2 separate regions of the Drosophila melanogaster genome follow, and region 2 is linked to region 1. A link is a contact called in public HiChIP or PLAC-seq data. All regions are on one chromosome and are shown on one strand. The core of a region is the stretch at or near the end of the contact, and the rest is flanking DNA. Distances in the headings are between cores, read along the strand shown. Region 1 holds the start of CG1965. Region 2 holds the start of lds (lodestar).

The links. HiChIP or PLAC-seq counts read pairs in DNA pulled down with a chosen protein or histone mark.
Region 2: a contact with region 1 is called in an H3K27ac HiChIP or PLAC-seq map of the Kc167 cell line, with 4 times the contacts expected there. The contact joins the promoter of lds here to the promoter of CG1965 in region 1. A contact is called at or near these places in 7 of 107 Hi-C or Micro-C datasets (the Kc167 cell line, the S2 cell line, embryo and 2 more) and 1 of 6 datasets of contacts at active chromatin or transcription factors (the Kc167 cell line).

Annotation. Positions count from the first base shown.
Region 1 is chr3R:7,065,928-7,068,860 of dm6, reverse strand. It overlaps CG1965, which reads right to left and starts at 1,460. Exons shown (of 9, transcript NM_141432.3): 1 at 1,132-1,460; 2 at 772-1,073; 3 at 1-153. The coding sequence starts at 1,351. CG1105 reads left to right here and starts at 1,725. Exons shown (of 4, transcript NM_141431.2): 1 at 1,725-1,937; 2 at 2,564-2,719. The coding sequence starts at 1,823.
Region 2 is chr3R:7,918,951-7,921,883 of dm6, reverse strand. It overlaps lds (lodestar), which reads right to left and starts at 1,453. Exons shown (of 5, transcript NM_080111.4): 1 at 1,286-1,453; 2 at 49-1,217. The coding sequence starts at 1,355. It overlaps CG10445, which reads left to right and starts at 1,585. Exons shown (of 5, transcript NM_001260045.1): 1 at 1,585-1,706; 2 at 1,762-2,022; 3 at 2,083-2,480; 4 at 2,607-2,933. The coding sequence starts at 1,872.

The sequences.
Region 1 (2,933 bases), core at 211-2,710:
ATGTTCTGGCTTGGAGAAACGGTGACGCGTTTTGTCATGGCCACCATCCTCGGATTGCTGGTCTTCTTCATCGCTCATATCCTCCCGTCCAGCGCAAAGGGCAGCTCTACCGTTCAGAATTGCCTCGGGAGTCTCAGATTTCTTTACCACTAGCTGGGGACAAGATAAGTAAGTTTTATATTATTGTGGATTCCTAAAGGACTTCGATTAGGGTGAAGCATTGGTATTCATGCTGCTTTTGTGGAAGGGAAGACATGCGACTATCAATGGTGGGAAAATTACTATTTATGTGACTACGTTAGCAATGGCTTTGATTTTTGGTAATTCAAAAAATATATCTTTGAATGTTACATAATATTTAAATAGTTTTCTTCTGGTAAGGTCAAGTTGTATGCGTCAATTTATTATCAAAGAAAGAATGAGTTAGAATGTTCTGTGATAAATTTTCTAATTCGTGGTCATAGTTACAGTAGTAGTACTTAAAGATCGCATTATAATTGGAAATTTTATGTTGAGTGATAGTTGGATCGCAGATCCTAGACACTTCCCATCACTGACCAGTTAAAACGCCAAGCAAATCAACGTCTAAGCTACTAATATTTTAAAATTGGCACTTCAGACCAGAAAAACCAACTAATTTAATAACACATTTAAACTCATTCAGCCTAATCTTTGCTGCTAATTGTTCTACGATAATTCAATGTAATTTCTGATGTTGAAATTTCGTTAAACGGTATTATTGTAGAAGAAATTGAATAATAATAACCTTACCACAAAGTCGTCTGTGCGTATTTCGGTTTGGATCATATGATTATCACTTTTTTTACTTTTACTCTGATCGCTGGCACTTTTATATCTGCCAGCATTGGCAGGATTCGAGTTGGAATTCGGGGGACCCGATGATGGGCCACCGGACGACTCTAAATGCTGTGTACTACCATTTTCGCCCCCGGGATGTCCGCTGTTTTCCGCCCGTTCCTCGCGCTTCTTCTTGCGGCGTTCCTTGTCCAGCATGCGCATCACTTTCTTGCTATGCGACGACTTTCGCACCTGGAACACCTCGCCGTCATCCTCTGCAAAAGAATTGGGGATTTTGGCTCCATACTCTTTTTATATTCCGGTATCACTCACCATCATCTGCGAAGCTGAGCAGCGCCTTTGGCTTGCTGTTGTCCTCCTGCGGCTTTATGGCCTTCCGGCTCTTCTCTTTCTCCCTCTTGCCCGAAATTATGGGAGGCGGTGGCGCCTCCATTTCGGCGTCCGGATCCAAGGATGCGCCGTCCTCCTCTTCGTCAGCGTTGCTGGAGAACACGCGTCGCTGAATTTTCTTCGGTTTGCGAAAAAGCGACATTTTCCACGATGTTGTTGTTACTCTGCGATTTGTTTAATCAATGAAAAATCGGAAGAAAAGCGAATTTTCGCAAGATCTCTTCTTCTTGCTGTCGTATTGTAATAGAGATGAAAATCTTTCGATGTCGTTCTCGTGCTCACGTGAGTCACGAGCAGGGCTGGAACGTTAATTCTCGGTCCTCGGTCTAGCACTTACAAAACTTTTCTGTATTGAAAATATGAATAGCTTTACAAATTTTGAAACTATTGTAACAATTAAATAAAAATGTGATAAATACATTAATTTGTATACCCAGGGCAGCTACACATAAAACTGGTCTTATTAAAATATCGGCAAGAGCTTAGATGACTTTTCATCCCTAGATACCGACAACGGCCATCTCTAATCTCTGAATTCGGCGACCGCAGGGCGTTTCAAAACAGACCGAAAAGTCGTTAACTTATTGGTGCCTTGAGTCACAGAATCTCTAACATGGGCCTTAAAGGTTGTGAATTGCAATTGGACAACCCGTGGAACACCTACTACGCCGGTCAGACGGTCAACGGCCAGGTGAAGTTTACGTTCGACTCGCCCAAAAAAGTCCGAGGTAAGTGCGAATCCAAGTCCCAATTGTGGGCAGCGCTGGAGAATGCTAATTAAAACCCCAGCTGCTTACTATTACTCATAGGAGTGACGACACCTGTGTAAGAGTCAATGATTAATTGGAAATTTAGTAAATAAATATACATAGCACTTTCGTCTTCAATGTGCAGGATGTTCACTGGCTGTCGTTGGTAGTTTCCTTGCTAACTTCTTAAAATCCTGACGCAAAAAGCCGGCGCACCACCCACAAATGTCGGTTGCTCTTTCGGTGCCTAAACGACCTTGTTTTCAGAAAGCTGGCGGTTGTTAAACCCTCCAAAGAAATGCACTTTCTCCTCTTTTCAGTTGGGCGATAACAACTATAAATAGCTCCAAGTGTGAATGAATACAAAAGAAAGTAAATAAATATGTAGTACATTTGACGGGGGCATGTAACCTATGTGGCAAACATTCCACCATAATCAAATTTTGAGGTCACCAAACACGGGAGACAGATGCTGCCTGGTAGCGATGATGTCATCCGTTGAGTATGCCTTAGAAAGCTTTTCATATTATTTATAGCTAAAATTAAAGCGCCACAGTGACGTCGTCGATTGTCATTCCGTAAATACAGCCACTTGTTTCTCGTAGGTATTATCATTCGGTTCCTGGGAGAAGCCAACACCGAGTGGTCAGAGGAGAAGAGCGTAACCACCAGCGAGGGCAAGACCGAGAACGAGGTCACCCAACTGAAGGGGCATGAGGAGTACTTTAAGATCCAGTACTATCTGCTGGGCGGCAAAAACAGTAAGTACAAAAAACAGACCGGGAATTCACTCCCCGGTTGCCAGACCTTAGTTTATCTGAAAAGAATTGGAGGATTTAATTATTGAAAGTGTCTATTATTAAGCATAAATTTTTGTATTCTATGGTGTAAGAATTGGCCAAGAAGATTTTTGTTTAAAATTAAATTTGTCCTTATATGAATCGAATAAATGGGATTGCACTTCCTCGCTCTATA
Region 2 (2,933 bases), core at 204-2,703, 850 kb before region 1:
TAAGACTATATATTAGACGAACTAACTTGACAGCCCTATTAACCTTACCTTTAGCGATTCCAGGGTCAGTGCCTTCTGGTTGTTAAATGTGGCCATTCCTTGGGCACCCGTGTAGACGGGCTTTATTTCATTGACCGCCTCCGACAACTCATCCCAGTCAAGAGTATCGATTGATGGAGCTCTGGGTGGATTTAGTGTTGGCTTAACCACTCTGACGGCAGGCACATTACTCTGCTGAACCCTTAGTGCGCTAATCCATTGCTCGTCCATTGCGAGCTCACGGCGCAGGGTGTCAATGCGCTTCATAATCTGGCTGCCCTTATCGGGCAGCTTGTGGGCCACTTTCTCGAAGAGCTTCTCCGCATCGCTTACCTGAACGCGCTTTTCGGCCAGCTTACGCATCTCCTCATCGTAGACCACCTGGCTGACCACCTTCTGGTCCTCGCTCTTAATCCGAGATCGACGTGGAGCGGCAGGAGATGTCTTTTGCTTAAGAACCGCTTGTATTGTTGGCTGACTGAGATTCTTGCTTGTCTTGACCACCGAAGCGCCAGCACTGCTTCTGGGCGACAAAGACTTTGATGGGCGTTCAAACGGCGGGCCGGACATGTTTTCCTTATTGGTGGTGGCATCGTCGTCTGTGCTGGATAGTATCTCAATAGGTGTCTCCTTGTTGCTGAGTATGAGCACATCACTGCCACTGGAGTCGTCCAAGACCTCAGAATCCGCAGCGCCAATCGTCGAATGGAGGTCGTTCTGTATATTACCAGCAAACTGTGTGGTGTAGCGCGGCACGACCGCTTCGGCAGTGGGTGCCTCCGTGGGTCCCTCCTGCACTTCATCGCTGTACTCGATCTCGCTGTCGTCATCGCTGAGATCCTGAGGCCGCACTCCAGTGATGCTCATGCGGGTGCTGGGTGACAAAGCGCGCTGTTCCAGCTCGTCCTCCTCATCCTCGCTATCGGAGGGGATTCCCAAGGGCTTCCTCTTAGTGTTCCTAGCGGACGGACGAACGCTGTCGTCCTCAGAGTCTTCTGACTCCTGGGAATTTTGCGAGTTGTCGGACTCATCGGACTTTTCGGATTCCGCAGTCTCACTCGACTGGGACTCTTCCTCCTCTGATTGCGTTTCATCTATAACCACGCCAGCGCTGCTGGGGCGCGAGGATTTGCTGAGTCGCGACGATTTGCTGAGCCGCGAGGATTTCCTTGATCGGCCTGTATTGCATGTTAAGTGAATGACATGAACTGGGCACCAAACTAAAAGCGATCCAAAAATTACTTACCTAAACTGGAGTTGTTGACCACCGAGTCTTCCTCCTTGTCACTATAATACTCGCTGTTTTCACTGGACATTTTTAGCTATAGGTATTTTACAAAAAATGCTTGTAAATCAGCGCCATTTATTTCAGAATGGAGATGCCACCTGATCAAAACAATGCCACAAACTATCGATATTTTAGAAAGCAGAAGATCGCGCCGAGTCGTGTGGCAGGCCAAATAGTTTAAACATCAAAAATCGAGCCTACTGCACATATTTTGGTACCATCTGCCCACAGTGTGAACGCTTCGCAACGAAATGATCGGTTATAATGCACCTTTTAAAATCGATTATCGATTACCCGGTGTTTATTTTAAAAGATTTAATGAATCTTTTAACTTGTCGCTTCGTTTTTTGAGCTTTTAGTTATCAAATGGAATTAGATCGTAGGTTTTCCGGGAGCATTTACTTTGTTGTTCATCCTAATAGAGTCGTTTTCAGTTCCACGGAGTCCGTGTTCGAGATCGGACTTGCCGCCGTGTTGCAGTTTATCTGTGATCTCAAGCTTAAATAATACCCAATCCAGGTATGGAAGCAGTCCAATATACCCAATGGAATCATCTTCACCATCAGATACAACCGAAATCCACAAACAATCGTGCAGCATTCAAGACCAGAGCAGCGTCCCCGTGCCGGACAGCTCTGGTGAAATTAACAACTGGATGGAGCCTGAGCCAGTTGACAGTCTCGAATTGTCAGGTGGTAAGAACCTGGAACATGCAATGCCACTTCTTCTTACTTACCTCGACCTTTCCCCAACAGAATATGCCGACAATGAAAGTGCAATTTTTGTCAGTGCTTCGGAGTATAACGAAAAAAAAGCACAGATCGATCAGCTGGTGCAAAAGATACTCACAATGGAGCAGCAGCAGCGGCAACTGGAGGAGAACGCGTCCGAAACCAAGGAGCTTTGCGATTTAAAGTTGCACCTGGAGAAGCTCAATGCCCGCCTGGAGGCGCTGGGCGAATTCCTGGACACTTTGCGTTTGCGGGAGGACCAGCAGGAGATCAAAATCGAAGATAACTCGGAACTGGTGGACCACACCGAGCAGCCCAAGTGGAGCAATTTGTACTCCGGTCTGAACCGCTATCGACAAAAGGCCAACCACACTGCAGCGCAGTTCTATCAGCACAAGAGCAACATAATCGACAGTCTGAAGGTAAAATACTGACTATTGCACACCAAGGATTAATGGTTTAATAGCCAGGATTAATTGCTTTTATGCTTTTTATTAGTACTTTTATAAATTGTATATTTTTAAATCTTTAAATGCGCCCTATTCTAGACCCTGTATGAGCCCATTCAGCCACGTCCTGCAATCGATGACTTGGAAAAGCAACCCGCTTTGCTGTTAGTGCGCCTGCTAAAGCATCAGCAGTCTTGCTTGAAATGGATGCAATTTCGTGAGCGTCAGAAGATCTCTGGAGGAATCCTTGCCGACGACATGGGCCTTGGAAAAACTCTATCTATGATAGCCCTAATCTTGGCTTCGGAAGAAACTAAGAACAGAAAACGAGAAGAAAAGAAGAAAGCCTTGACGTTAAAGTGGACTCAGGAGTTTAATCGAGTATATTGTAAGGAAATCCGTAAAATCAGCATGTTTGATGATGAA